Regions from separate parts of the Mus musculus genome. Here all the other regions are linked to region 1. Evidence: chromatin contacts called from public HiChIP or PLAC-seq and promoter capture Hi-C data. All regions are on one chromosome and are shown on one strand. The core of a region is the stretch at or near the end of the contact, and the rest is flanking DNA. Distances in the headings are between cores, read along the strand shown. Region 1 holds the start of Dus4l (dihydrouridine synthase 4-like (S. cerevisiae)). Region 2 overlaps Cog5 (component of oligomeric golgi complex 5). Region 3 overlaps Cog5 (component of oligomeric golgi complex 5). Region 4 overlaps Cog5 (component of oligomeric golgi complex 5).

The links. Promoter capture Hi-C pulls out the DNA fragments that hold promoters and counts their contacts. HiChIP or PLAC-seq counts read pairs in DNA pulled down with a chosen protein or histone mark.
Region 2: a contact with region 1 is called in an H3K4me3 HiChIP or PLAC-seq map of the SCID.adh cell line, with 10 read pairs. The contact joins the enhancer-like site here to the promoter of Dus4l in region 1. A contact is called at or near these places in 3 of 39 promoter capture datasets (the C10 cell line, the HPC-7 cell line and liver), 2 of 115 datasets of contacts at active chromatin or transcription factors (the SCID.adh cell line and embryonic forebrain) and 1 of 9 other capture datasets (adipose tissue).
Region 3: a contact with region 1 is called in a promoter capture Hi-C map of hippocampal neurons, with 2.0 times the contacts expected there. The contact joins the enhancer-like site here to the promoter of Dus4l in region 1. A contact is called at or near these places in 3 of 39 promoter capture datasets (the 3T3-L1 cell line, cranial neural crest and hippocampal neurons), 1 of 115 datasets of contacts at active chromatin or transcription factors (CD8 T cells) and 2 of 9 other capture datasets (liver and pancreatic islet).
Region 4: a contact with region 1 is called in an H3K27ac HiChIP or PLAC-seq map of SST interneurons, with 3 times the contacts expected there. The contact joins the enhancer-like site here to the promoter of Dus4l in region 1. A contact is called at or near these places in 6 of 39 promoter capture datasets (3T3-L1-derived adipocytes, cranial neural crest, hippocampal neurons and 3 more), 1 of 15 datasets of contacts at CTCF or cohesin (the NIH/3T3 cell line), 6 of 484 Hi-C or Micro-C datasets (cerebellar granule neurons, cerebellum, cerebral cortex and 2 more), 19 of 115 datasets of contacts at active chromatin or transcription factors (the SCID.adh cell line, SST interneurons, VIP interneurons and 12 more) and 3 of 9 other capture datasets (adipose tissue, liver and pancreatic islet).

What each region holds. Positions count from the first base shown.
Region 1 is chr12:31,652,979-31,656,385 of GRCm38.p6, forward strand. It overlaps Dus4l (dihydrouridine synthase 4-like (S. cerevisiae)), which reads right to left and starts at 1,848. Exons shown (of 7, transcript NM_028002.2): 1 at 1,712-1,848. It overlaps Cog5 (component of oligomeric golgi complex 5), which reads left to right and starts at 1,891. Exons shown (of 23, transcript NM_001163126.1): 1 at 1,891-2,005. The coding sequence starts at 1,912.
Region 2 is chr12:31,871,856-31,875,343 of GRCm38.p6, forward strand. All of the region lies in intron 16 of Cog5 (component of oligomeric golgi complex 5), which reads left to right. Among named protein-coding and RNA genes, the nearest start is that of Hbp1, 77 kb to the right of the region's middle. Within about 2 kb of position 2,201, at least 9 of the 459 cell types and tissues checked have an H3K27ac peak or open chromatin away from gene starts, as enhancers often do. A contact at or near this core is called in the SCID.adh cell line, where this site is marked.
Region 3 is chr12:31,824,612-31,827,804 of GRCm38.p6, forward strand. All of the region lies in intron 11 of Cog5 (component of oligomeric golgi complex 5), which reads left to right. Among named protein-coding and RNA genes, the nearest start is that of Gpr22, 110 kb to the left of the region's middle. Within about 2 kb of position 1,375, at least 46 of the 459 cell types and tissues checked have an H3K27ac peak or open chromatin away from gene starts, as enhancers often do. A contact at or near this core is called in hippocampal neurons, where this site is marked.
Region 4 is chr12:31,903,921-31,907,272 of GRCm38.p6, forward strand. The region is part of intron 19 of Cog5 (component of oligomeric golgi complex 5); the gene reads left to right. Among named protein-coding and RNA genes, the nearest start is that of Hbp1, 45 kb to the right of the region's middle. Within about 2 kb of position 1,926, at least 54 of the 459 cell types and tissues checked have an H3K27ac peak or open chromatin away from gene starts, as enhancers often do. A contact at or near this core is called in SST interneurons, VIP interneurons, cerebellar granule neurons and 9 more, where this site is marked.

The DNA of each region.
Region 1 (3,407 bases), core at 598-3,097:
CTTTAATTGCTTCCCATAAAATACTTTGTATGATAGACAAACCGAAAAAAAGGAAAGTTAGGTGGCAGTAATAGAAACTCGTATTTCAAAACAAATCCTGGTATTTTGGGGCTAGAGAGATTGCTCAGTGGTTAGGAGTATGGACTATTCTTGCAGAGGATCTGAGTTCAGTTTCTAGCACCCACATTGGGAGGATCATGGTACTTCTATGCTCAGTTTCAGGGGGTCCTACACCTCTGGCCTCTGAGGGGACTTGTAGCACACACATATATTCATCTACATACATACACATACAACTTAAAAAAGAAACTCTGATACTTTTATTCTAGTTTTTTTGTGAATCAGAAGGCAGAAACAACTTTATTATTTTAAATAATCTAAATTTATTACCAGTGAAGATATTCAGTTATTACCAAGTAAGTGCACCGTAAATAACTTTTATGCCCAAAGTACAAGTGATAAAATTGTTTAATATTTTTCATGTTGTACTTAAAGCTTTTGACTTCATAGTTTTTGTTTTTATATTCCATTTTGGCCTTTGTAATCTATTGCCAGATAAAAGCTAACTCTATAAAAGGCTAGTTGTTCAAAATTCAGTCTTTAATGTTTGGCAGTAGGCTAAATGAACACAAGGCCAATATACTGAAGGATGTCATGGCTTGCAAGAAATCTTTGGAAGTGTCAACACTGTTCAGAGGAAAATGGGAGCGTAATTAAGCTAAGTCAGAGATGGGCTATGTCGATATGAGGAATAAACACGGAGTAAACCACTAAGAGACTATTTGCAAAGGAGGGAAGAATCTTACACATTACAGAACTGGTACACACTAGGAGGTGGTGATCGGCAATGGCGTCATGACTGACTTTCTAAAGCATGATTTTGCTCTTACTCATTCTTGTGGCCAGACTAAATGGCAAAGTCTGCTTCAGTATGAATTTCTTGAATAAGCTATAGCTTTCAATCTTGATAGTAAATTAGGATGCAGAAACTTTTAGGAATAAAAATGCTTAAGTCACATCCAAGACCAAAAACAGCTCTCTGAACTTATGGGATGAAGGTATCAATATTTTGTTTTAAAGTTCTCCAAAGCATGCAGCACCGGACATAATATTTTGGTAATATGTGCTTCTACACCTAGAATTCCTTTTAAAATATAAGTGAATTTTTTTTTTTTTGAAAACTTGTGCTGGTATGTATAGTGGGCGTTAAAAACTTTATTGCATATTAATATGTAGACTAAAGTCAATCTTTTTTTTGTGAAAAACAAGAAAGCTAAGGAAAGAAAATCATCCTGTAATTCAGATAATGCTATTCGTCGTGTATGATTATTACAAACAAAGTAGTTTCGTAAACTATGCATACTGAAATCTAATGCAACTCTAGGCGCGCTGCCTCTCGCTACCGCATCGTGACTGAGGTCAAACACAGGAGGGAAAAATCTTCTGAGGCGATGTTAAGGGAATGCAAAATGCAGAGTAGCTCCAGACCAACTCAATAAATAGTTACGAATATTTAAACGTTTTTATTTTTAAGGGCAGAGCTTAACAACTATTCTTCCCCAGCATATACTGCCTGCTACCCGGGCTTGCCACTCCAGGCGGGGACTAGGTAAGGCTGAGCAGCCCTAAGCTCCCACGTGTTGGGCGAGGAGGGCCGTGACGCTCCCAAGAGCCTCTTCCCCACGCCGGAGTTCTCAGGCCCAATACTTGCGTTGGAGATCGGCGCGGTGGCTGCGTCCGGAGCGGAATGGGAGAAGGCCCCGGCGGCGACCTGTCTTTCCTTGCACGTAGGATTGTAGTACTTAGGTTCCCAAACGCAACCCGGGCCGGGCAGGTGGGGCGGCGCCTTGATTCTGCGTCACTTGGAGGGCGGGGCGATTGCAAGACGTCATCAACCCGGCACTTGCCAACATGGAAGGTGGAGACAGCACAATTTCCGTAGCAGGCCGTGGGGCTTCGGGTTCCGCAGTAGTGGCGGCGACCGTGCAGGCGATCCTGCAGGACGGTAAGGCGTCGGACGGTGGCCCGGCCTGGGTCGCCCTGCCTTGCGCAGAGTCCGAGAATCCTACCGGTCACTTTGCACAAAGTTTTCCTGTCTGGACTTGGCCACTCCCCTCCGCCCGGCCCCCTGGCGTCCGGGATTGTCCTGGTCCCCCAGTTTCACGGGGAACGTGTTCCTCTCTTCCCGTGGGTGTCTTGGGGAAAACACCTGGTGTCTAGTTGCTGGGGTTTGCACTGGATCATGATGCGCCCGGGACATCGCTGTAGTTCCTGCACGACGTGGTCGGGGCTGATAGCCGCTACTGCTGCTCAGTTCCTGACCAAGGATTGCACTGTCCGTGCCCAGAAGTGTGAACTCACCCTAGGTGACAGACCGCTCGCTGCTTAAGGAAAGGGATGGAGGATGCAAAATGTGGAGTTGGAAATTTCCGTGTTCAGTTCTTGGGCTATGCAGGTGCCTCTGTTATCCATACATGTCGAGTACTGAAGTCAGGATTACTGGTAGTTTGAAGAGAAATTATCCCAAGTAAATTAACTATATACCTTTCTATAGTATAGTACGCTTGAAAGTCAAGTTCGGTTGTATTAATGCTCAATCTGAGAGACAGAACAAAATTCAGTTTGCTAAAGGTATTAGGCCTTAATCATCCCATCTTTTCTCTAGTTGACACTAAGTTCTTTCATCTATTAAAAGCGTTTGCATTTATCACCTTAATTGCTTCCGAGGCCCTTGCGCCTCCTCCTCCCCAATCCCCTTCCCCCTTGTTTTTGAGACAGGGTTACTCTATGAAACCCTGACTGTTTTGGAACTCCCTGTAGATCAGTCAGTCTAGCCTTGAACTCACAGAGATACACCTGCTTCTGTCTACCACCTGCTGGGATCAAAGGCTACCAAGCCAAGCATAGGAACCTCTTTTTATATTCCACAGAGTTAAAAGCAGTATTCTGCATACAGTAGGAACAGATTTTTTTTTTTAATTTTCCACATAAGAGTGGCTTAAAGGATCAAACTGAAATTTAAATTATGGTGTTTTCCCTGATTGTTGAATATTTTATATCTTTTTAATAGATATTTTATATCTTGTCAAGACTAGTGATGTTTTTCAGAGTTAGGTTGTGGTATATTCTTAGAGTTTCTGCCTGATGCACCTCATCTTTGTGTCTTAATTGAAATTTAAATTTAACCAAGTTTCAAAATCCTGAAACGAGTGTGTGTGTGTGTGTGTGTTTAATAGCTGTCCAGCCTTTGAGCTTAAACTGAACTTAAAACTATGCTTGCTTTTTTCCTTCTGTGGTTTCAAATACAATTAAGTAAAGTCTCAGCAATTAAATAAAGCCCTTTGTTTTAAGGACATTCCCTTCCTTTGTGCTGTGGAGTTTATTCCTGTCTAGAATCCAAACACTCC
Region 2 (3,488 bases), core at 951-3,450, 220 kb after region 1:
TGTGCAGAGCTCTGATGACACATGTTCATGTGTGCAGAGCTCTGATGACACATGTTCATGTGTGCAGAGCTCTGATGACACATGTTCATGTGTGCAGAGCTCTGATGACACATGTTCATGTGTGCAGAGCTCTGATGACACATGTTCATGTGTGCAGAGCTCTGATGACACATGTTCATGTGTGCAGAGCTCTGATGACACATGTTCATGTGTGCAGAGCTCTGATGACACATGTTCATGTGTGCAGAGCTCTGATGACACATGTTCATGTGTGCAGAGCTCTGATGACCTACGTTTGTGTGTGCAGAGATCTGATGACACATGTTCGTGTGTGCAGAGGTCTGATGTGTTGTGGGTGAGGAGACACTTGCATGTTTTCTGTCCTCCTTTCTCCTAGTGTGCTCTTCTCATTACTAAACATGGAAGAAGCTGCCATTGTGAAATATTTTTAGTAAAAGTTTTCGAAATCATTGATTATAATACTATAAAATTGGACCAGTATGGCAAACCTGAAGGCTCTGCAATTCTTGGATGCCATCAGGGAACAGGTCATTGTCTTTGTGCTCCACATTGTCCTGTCTTCTCATGAGAGCTAGCTAACATGTTTTAATAAACACAGAGCCATTTCATTCTAACCACCATGTGATATGTGGCATTTAATCACTCTGTAACGGTTATTCTGGTCCATTTCTGGTGAGTTTGTCTCTTTGCAGATAGTGACAGTGTTGCTAGGGTTATATATGGGAATGTGTCACATCTCTTTTATTCTGTGGGTTTGATGCTCTCTCAGGGAATATTCCAGATTGTTGAGGCTCTGATATTTTTATAATCATGGCTATTTTAAGAAATTCTTTTAAAATGCATTACAGACATTGCTGGTTTGTAGAGAGCATATGGAATGTACCATGATCTCCTTCTGTTTCCTTTTGTAATTATTTATTTATTCACGCTTATCTTTAATATAATGGCGTTCCCAAAATGATTTCTGTTCCCCCGATTTCTAATGGCCCTATGTGGAAAGCTCACCAGTTATAAAGGCTTCATTAGTTACTTAAGCCGAGAGTTTTATTTCTTACTTTCTGGTAGTTGTGCTGTTTCTCCACATTTTATTTCTCTAGCTATGACCACTCGTCATGTACTCAATAGAACTGAGCTAGTGAGCTCCTGACCTAAAAGAAATTACTCATATTTTATTATTTTAAGTATAGTAGTAGCTATAAAGTTCATAATAATGCTAGCTTACAGATTTTCATAAATGACCTTTGCCAAATTAAACAAAATGTATATTTCTAATTTTCTGAAAAATTTAAATTAGCAACTGTATTGTTATTTTCTTAAACAACTGAAGTCATATTGCAGTCTTGTCCCTTTTATTCTGTTAATAAGATACATTACAGCAACTTATTCTAAATCTCCTGCAAAGGTCTTGTCTTGATGTAGTGCCCTTGTTATATATTTCTATGTTTGGTTTACTTAAAATTTATTACGAGTACTTATGTCTCTATTCATAAAAGATATTGGTATAGAATTTTCTTCACCATTACCTTAGTCTTTGACCAGTATAGGACTGGTCTCACGAGGTGAATTTAGAAGGCTTTCTTTCTTTTTGCCCTTTCCCTCCAATGTTAGGTTTCATACTGAAGCCATCTGAGCTACACTTTTCTTTGTAGGAAGGTTTGGGAGTACAGATTTAGCTGTTTAATCGATAAGTGGCCATTCGGTTTATTTATTTACCTTGGGATGAGTTTTGATACTGTGACTTGCCAGGCATTTGTCTGCTCACCTAAGTCATCCAGTTTGTCAGCATAATGTATCTAAGAGTCACTGTTCTTTAACATTGTAGGACTCTTGGTGAAAGCCTCAACATTTTATATTGTTGATCTGTTTCCTTTTTTAATAGTTATCTAGTCAGGATTCTATAAACTTTGTTATCTTCTAAATAACAACAGCAACAACAAAGCCATGAATTGCCCACAGAACCCGGAAGATGCTGTCAGACCCCTAGAAATGGAGTTACAGATAGGTGCAAGCGCCATGTGGGTGTTGGGAATCAAACCCAGGTTCTCTGGAAGAGCAGTGAGTGTTCTAAATCATTGAACAATCTCTCCAGTCCCTCTACTTTATTTTTAAAGACAGAATCTCTCACTGAACCTAAAGCTCATCCATTGGCCAGGCTGTCTGACCAGGGAAGCCCAGAGGTCCTCCTGCCCCTCGCCGCATCCCTCCACCTAGCACTGGATTTACAGATCCAAGCTACCTAGCAAGCTTTCCACAGACACTGGAGATGCAAACTCAGGCCCTTGTTCTTTGTGGGAGGTGTTTTAACCACAGACCATGTCCCAGCCCTCGCATTCTGTCTTTGACTTGTTTTTTTTTTTTCCCCTTGTAACAGCCAAAATAAACTAATGTGCACTTACACTAACATGCAAACCCTTTGAAGCACCGCAGTTGTGATCATTTGTACTTTCATCTTCATTCTGCCTCAAGTATTTTGAAATTTCATTTGTCATTTCCTCCTTCAGTTGTGAATTATTTCGAAGCTTGTTTTTTCATCTCCAGGTTTGTTTTTGTTGTCAGATGTATTTTCCTGATTTCTGACTTCACTGTTGTCAGCCAGCTTGGGTGCTGCTTGTCCTGAGAAATGTCCTTAGCCTGTTTTCTGACTTGCATTCTTGTATGACTGTTTATATTTCTATTGTAGATGGGAGCGGTGCACTTAAGTGTGGCTTTTCTAGCTCTGAATGTGGTTTATTTATAAATTAACTATGTACATGATGATAATTTATAATTATTGATTGTACTGTCAGATCATTAGTCAAGTTAAATAACAAGTGTGAAGAGATTCCTTGTCTCCTAACATCTTGTGTTTGTCCTATCAATTGCTGAGATAGAGTCAAAATCTTTTAAGAAAGATACCTTTCTTATTTCTTTAATTCTATCAATTCTGTGTCCTCGATTTTGGAAGTCTCTATGGCTGCATTGTTGAAGGTCTGTTATGGATGTATTTATTATTATTCTTTAATGAACTGACACTTTCACTATTACAAAATACCCTCTTTACCTTATTGCTTTGCACTCTGTGTTAACTAACAACAATCTAGTCTGTGTATGCTAATGTTTGCACGGTGTGTTTCCTATAAATTTGCATTGAATGCCTCTGTGTACTTTTGAAGTGCATCTCTTACAAACAGTATATAGCTGAGTCTTGTTCTTTTGTCTATGGTAGTAATCTCTGTCTTTTGTGGAGTACTTAGTTAATTATCAATGTAATTATTGCCTAGGATTTAATTGGTAAATTGTTTAGTATTTGTTTCTCTTTTAGCTTTACTCATTTCTGTCTTTTTCTAGATGCTTATTTGTTTGTTTGTTTGTTTTTAAATTTTTTTTGTTTCACTGAAGCTGGGTCATATAGGGATTAGAGAAGCTGGGGGAAGGGAAGTCCCAGACCAGTCCCTGGACTGGAGAAGGTAATGTTAGATGCCCCCACA
Region 3 (3,193 bases), core at 125-2,624, 170 kb after region 1:
TTTAAATTTTTCTCAGTGTGATATATCTACTCCCAGAGCCTTTAGCATAATACAAATATCTTAAACTTTTTAAGTATAATGTTTTTATTCTTTGAAAGAAGTTTTAAGCTTATACAACTTAGATACCACTCTGTGGCTTTTACTCCTGCTCTTTTGTTAGATTGCCTTCCTTGTGTCTCAGACATTGTATTTTACCTGGCTTGGTGCTGGTGGCCTTTGCTGTCTTTAAGAGCTCTTGCTGTCTGCTTCAGACACAGATCGAACCTTCTGAGACTTATTTTAAGATCTATTAGCAAAGTTGGAGCAGTGATCAATCTAGGAATAATTCCTTCCTGATTCAGATGTAGAACTTTTGGCACCTTTCCACATCCCTGAGGTGCGCGCCATCAGGCTCCCAGCCAGGCTGTAAGGAACAGAGATTATTTCCAGCCCTGTGTGACTAACAGATTTTTCCCCTCTACTGTTTGGGGTGGCTGTTTATCCTCTAGGGCTGAAAATCACAACATGCTGGGATGAATTTTGCCACGTACTCTGGGTGGACCCTTTGCAGGTCTTTTGAGATAGTGTAGCTTTCCCCTCTCTGTACGTCCTTCCATAGTCTGTTGTGCAGGTCTGTTAACCCCATTCCTGTGCTGTGGCCTGGAAATTCCTTCCAAAAGAGTAAGCAGGAAGACTCTGTTTCTTGCCTTTCAGAGATCACGTCATTTGTTCTGTGATATAAAATGTCTTAGAAAAACCACTGTTTCAAAGATTGCATCCACTAACGTATGCAGTCATATAGGAGGGTCAGTTTGGCTCTTGTGTACCATCTTAACCAGTCAGAAGCTGAAGTCCCTAATCTAGTTTTATTACCACTTACCACCACCACTATTTAACCTTTATTAGATTTATTTATTTATGATGGTTGTGAGCCACTGTGTGGTTGCTGGGAATTGAACTCGGGACCTCTTTAAGAGCAGTTCGTGCTCTTAACAGCTGAGCCATCTTTCTAGCCCCCCTGTTGAGCCATCTTATCAGATTCCCTATGTAGTATAAAAGGTAGTGGTGCTATTGGTGGTGGGAGGTGTGTGTGGAGAGGGAGACAGAGACAGACAGACAGACAGACAGACAGACAGACAGAGATTTTGTTCATCTTTGTTTGCCTGTCTTACTTTCTTTACCCATTCTAGATCTCAGTACTGGCCATCCATCCATTCTGCTTTACCTCATTTTGTTCTCACTGAGTAACCAACCCTCTGAAGGCAGGACAGTGTCCCATTCAGAAGCTCAGATTCTGAAGCCTTTTCTTCCACGTTAGAGCTGGGTTCCCCTTGACCTTGAGCAGCTGCCTGGACTTTCCTCCTCTCCCTCGGCTGTGCGTCCACTCTTGCTCAGTCTCCTCTCCCTCGGCTGTGCGTCCACTCTTGCTCAGTCTCCTCCCCCTCGGCTGTGCATCCTCTCTTGCTCAGTCTCCTCTCCCTCGGCTGTGCATCCGCTCTTGCTCAGTCTCCTCCTCCTCGGCTGTGCGTCCTCTCTTGCTCAATCTGCTTTGGAGAAAGCTCTTACCAGCACCAGTGGTGCTTTGCTTTCTGCCTTGGAGTTCTGGTTTCTCCTTGAATGTAAACTTACATTTTCAGTCTAATCACAACCAATACAAGTCTTCCTCTTTAGTTACTGTTTATTCTCCTTTTGTCCTCTTCTCTCTTTCTCATGAGAGTGATTTCTACTTTTGTCTTCATTTCCATTCTGTCCATTTCCCAGCTAGGTGTAACTAACAGGTCTGACTATCTTCCACGATTTTATTGAAACTGTTCTCATTAAGGTTACCAGTGACCTACTTCTTAATTGTGAAATTCAGGGTATGTTTTTCAGTTCTTACCTCTTGGGGCCATCTGTTTGTGAGTCAAAGAAGCTACTGAGAGGACATATAATTATTTTAGGCAGAGATTCTCATTAATATTTCACATTTAGAGTAGTCTGTATCTTCTGATATCATTATTACTTTAATAACTTCCTTGGGGAGAATTCCAAAGTAAGTCGTTTGTCAAGCATCTTCCATGTTTTAGCGTGCATGGTCCCTGTAGTGTGCTGTAGAGCTTCTTCACATTCTAGGCAAGCCTTGTTAAGGAATGGAGCCATCTGCAGAGTTGAAGATTACAGGCAATGTAACAGATTGTCTTAAGTAATATTTTGGCAGAATGTATCTAAGGGGAATTTTCCTAGGAACATGCTCTTACTGATTATGCATGTTCATGCTTGGCAAAAATAGTCTACTAGAAAGTATAGTTCTTGGGTTTGAACAAACAATAAAATTAAATTTAGTTTATTCAAAAGTAAAATGCTAAACCTGTAACTATGAAGATAAAATTATTTAATATAGCAAGTCCTTTTCATTATCTGTGGGTCGTGATTAGTTGCAAAATATGGTTTCTAAGCCTTTTGTCTATTCTTTTCTCTTGTAGTTTCCAGATAAAAATATTGACTCAGCAAACTATTGGTATGATCTATATTTTTTTTAAAGATTTATTTATTTATTATATGTAAGTACACTGCAGCTGTCTTCAGACACTCCAGAAGAGGACATCAGATCTTGTTACAGATGGTTGTGAGCCACCATGTGGTTGCTGGGATTTGAACTCTGGACCTTCGGAAGAGCAGTCGGGTGCTCTTACCCACTGAGCCATCTCACCAGCCCCATGATCTATATTTTTAAGTTTCAACAGAAACAAGCAAAGTGAACATACTTTTTTTTTCTCATTTGAGACTTTCCAGAATTTTTCATCATAAAAAATGTTTCATTATTCTCCATAGCCCATATTAATAATTTATCTGCTGTGTCTAATTACCACCACCACATGAATATTTGCCCCATAAAACAAGGAGTGCTCTTCATGAAAGTGGCATCTCCAATGGCTAGTGAATCACATGACCCACAGCAGAGATTTAGTAAATAGGACCTGGCAGACAGAAATAAGAGGGAAGGGATGACGGAAGATGCTGTGTCCTTTCATGAAAACTTAGTATTTAAAAATGGTAGGGGGTTGGTGTAGAGGTGGCTCAGTGGTTAACAGTATTGGCTGCTATTCCAAGGTTTGACTCCTAGTTTATGTTATATCCAGGTTTAGTGGTATATACCTTTAATCCCAGTACCCAGGAAGCAGAAGCAAGTAGGTTTCTGTGAGGGAAACTTGGTCTACATAGTGAGTTCCAGGCC
Region 4 (3,352 bases), core at 676-3,175, 250 kb after region 1:
GTCTGGCACCATATGCCTGTGATCCCAGTTTTCACTCAGGGGAGCCAAAGGGCAGCTTGAGCTACAGAGAGACCCTATCTCAGTAAAACAGCAATTAAGTATAATTGGAGAGCAGGCACTAGACCATCTTTTACAACACCTTGAGTTTAATTCACAGTGTTACCAATCCTGCCATACATTTGCATGCAAACCTAGGAATTCAAGCTTATATTATACATGTATATGCAGAACCATATATGTACATTTCATGAAACAAGACTGACCCTCATTTTGTATAGTATTCTCTGACATGTCTACTTGGTTATTTTAGCCTACAGTGGTTTTAGGATCCACTGATGTTTGGTTCCAAAGCTTTCCTTTGCCTCCCAGGGCCCTGACTCCTGAGTGGGCAGTGTTCTCTTCTTCTCTCCAAACCCTGAGATGAAACCATGTGCCCTTTCTCCTGGGAGCTCCTTGCTGCAAACAGTGCCGGGCTCCCAAGACCACAGGCATATAAACAGGATTGCATCCTGCTTACAGAGCACCCCACATACTTGAATTAAATGAAAAATGCAATAGGGATTGAAAAGTACCAAAATAATCCTACTGATATGTCATTCTACAGAAATCTACTGAATTGATGCTGGCTCGTAGTTATTTGATCAGACTAGGGTAATAGTATTAAACTAGATTAACAATTAAAATAAAACCACAGTATCATTTAGGGTGTTCAAACCCAGGCCTGCTATATAAAGAATGTGTTTGAGGCTCGAGGAGAGGGGAGCTGTGAATAGGTAGGTGGCTCTGCTTCTGCCACTGCTGCCATTGAGAAAAGACAGGTTCTCACAACTTCTCTGAGCTTGCACGGAGAGGGGTGCTTTGCAAAGCTTTCCTGTGGGATATGCAGATATAGAAAGCTAGCTCTGAGGTCTGTTTCCTGGGCTTCACAGGGACGTGTACTTTATCCAGGAGAGTGTACTAAACCCCGGAAGAAATCTCTTGTAATCACCTAATCATAGGCCCTCCCCCTCTCCCCTCCCCCTTTCCCTTTTTTTTGGGGTATGTTGGTGTTTGTTTGTTTGTTTGTTTTGATTCGGGTTTTCTGTTGTAGCCCTGGCTGTTCTGGAACTAGCTCTATAAACCAGGCTGGCCTCAAACTCAGAGATCTGCCTGCCTTCCTGTACCTCCACAGTTCTGGGATTAAAGGTGTCACCACCACTGCCAGCCCTAGGACCCATGATTTTTAACCTCCATCCTTTCCATTGTTGCTGAGCCCTCTAACAAGAGCTAGCCATCAGCCAGTAGCCCTCTGCATGCTGAATCTTGGCTATCATTTACAGGTCATTCGAAGTTACTGTTCCACCATGTCCAGGTGAATAATGGACAATATTGGATTGGCTCTTAAAATTTTATAAAAACAAAAACAAAAATATTCCCTAATATAACACTGAATTAAGAACAAATCAAAAAATAAATAAAAACAGGCTACGAAGGAGATGGTTGCTGTGGCCCACTGTACCATAAACACTGCTATGTGTTAGTATGGAGAAGGGAAGCAAAACAAACTAACAAGTAAACAGGCATCAAAGCCTTGTCCTTTACATCAGCAATGGTTTATTTTTTTCAAATTTCCTACTTCAGCTTTACTTTTTAGTGAGAAAAGCCAATTCCTCATATTGTTATCCCATCTAGAAATAGTAGAAGAGTTAAAGAATAATATAACATCCCTGAAAATGTTTCCTAACAAGGTAGGAGGCAGGGCAGCCAGTTACTCAGGCATATTATGGAATCCACAGGCGGCCTCATTCTGAGCAGTCTGAGTTAGAGGCCTTGGAGCAGGAGAGGGCAGCAGGGACTCCTTTGCCAGGGAGGAGGAGAGTGCCAGCTTAAGATCTCAGCTACAGGGCTGCTCCTCTCCCACCCCCCAAAGCCCTAGCAAGCTCTCCCTTTCCACAGCATGCTGCCATCTGCCTCTGGGCACTCTCTCTGATGGTAACATCAGTGGACTAGGTAATTAAGCCAGCAAGCTTCTTGCATACATTTACATTTTGCTGTCTCCATTAGAGTCCCTCAGGCAGCAAAAACCTTTTCATAGTTGGGCAGAATGCTGCCTCAGAAAAATGCTGACATTCCTGATCTGCCCCTGCAGGCTTTGCATTTCCTCATGTGACACGTGTGTCAGAATTGTCAAGACCCCATTCTTGCCTGCCTCTCTGCAGTCTGACATTAACCCCTGAGCACCAGATGCCTGAAGACTCTGACTCTTCATTGTCAGTTTGGATGCCCGTGTAGATCTGCGAGCTGACAGAGAAAAGCCCAGAGACACTGGTTCTAAAATACAGAGCCTGCCTTCCAGCAGGCCCCATCACCTTACCCCTGAAGGGACAGTTTCCTTCTGAAGTCTGCAGCCTGCATTGCTGGAACCTTCTTTATCTTAGTTTATTAGATCAGTGAAAACAGTGAGGAACTGGGGCTGTGCTATGCTGGAGCTTTTAGATAGGGAGGGAGAGAGGGCGAGAGAGCTCCAGGCTCAGGAAGAGGGGAGCGAGCAGTAACTAAGATAGATGCTGCTTTGTGCTGGCTTTCCTTTCAGGGAGATTGATTGACACCACCTTTCTAAGGCCCTGATCTATTGACCATACAAGTGCTGCTATATCTCACCAGGTAAAGAAGACCACGTCTATATTAATAAAGGAAATAATTCATCAAGAAGATATAACAATCATAACTATATATTGTGCCAAATGTAGGAACTCTATCATGAGTACTGTATTCCAGAAAAATGGAGGAGCATGTGTTTTTCCATAGTGTAAGAGTTTATTGAGTAACAGTACACTACTACTTGCATCAGTTTGCCAGTCTTCCTACCTTAGCTGTCTTCCTGCCTTAGCTGTCTTCCTACCTTAGCTGTCTTCCTACCTTAGCTGTCTTCCTACCTTAGCAGTCTTCCTACCTTAGCTGTCTTCCTACCTTAGCTGTCTTCCTACCTTAGCTGTCTTCCTACACCTTAGCAGACTGGCTGAGGTGAATGCAGGCTCTTTTATTCCAGTCTTAATTACTAAGACTAACTCAAATCTTAATTGTTAATATTAACTCTTATATCAGAACACACAGGATACAATAAATGTATCTATATAGAGCTACACATATATGTGATTTGCAGAACCTATACAAGGTAAAGAGGCTATACAGTAATACTATAGGAACTTTTCAGGAATGGGTGGATTGAAATGTATAGAGATAAGATGCGTAAGTGTTTATAGATAAGATTAATATATTGATTAGATAACAAATCCAAACTAGCCTTGGGGAAGAAGCTATTGCTGCTGTAAAGATCAGGCCTTGAAAGAGCCAGCTGCAGAGTCACAAGAGC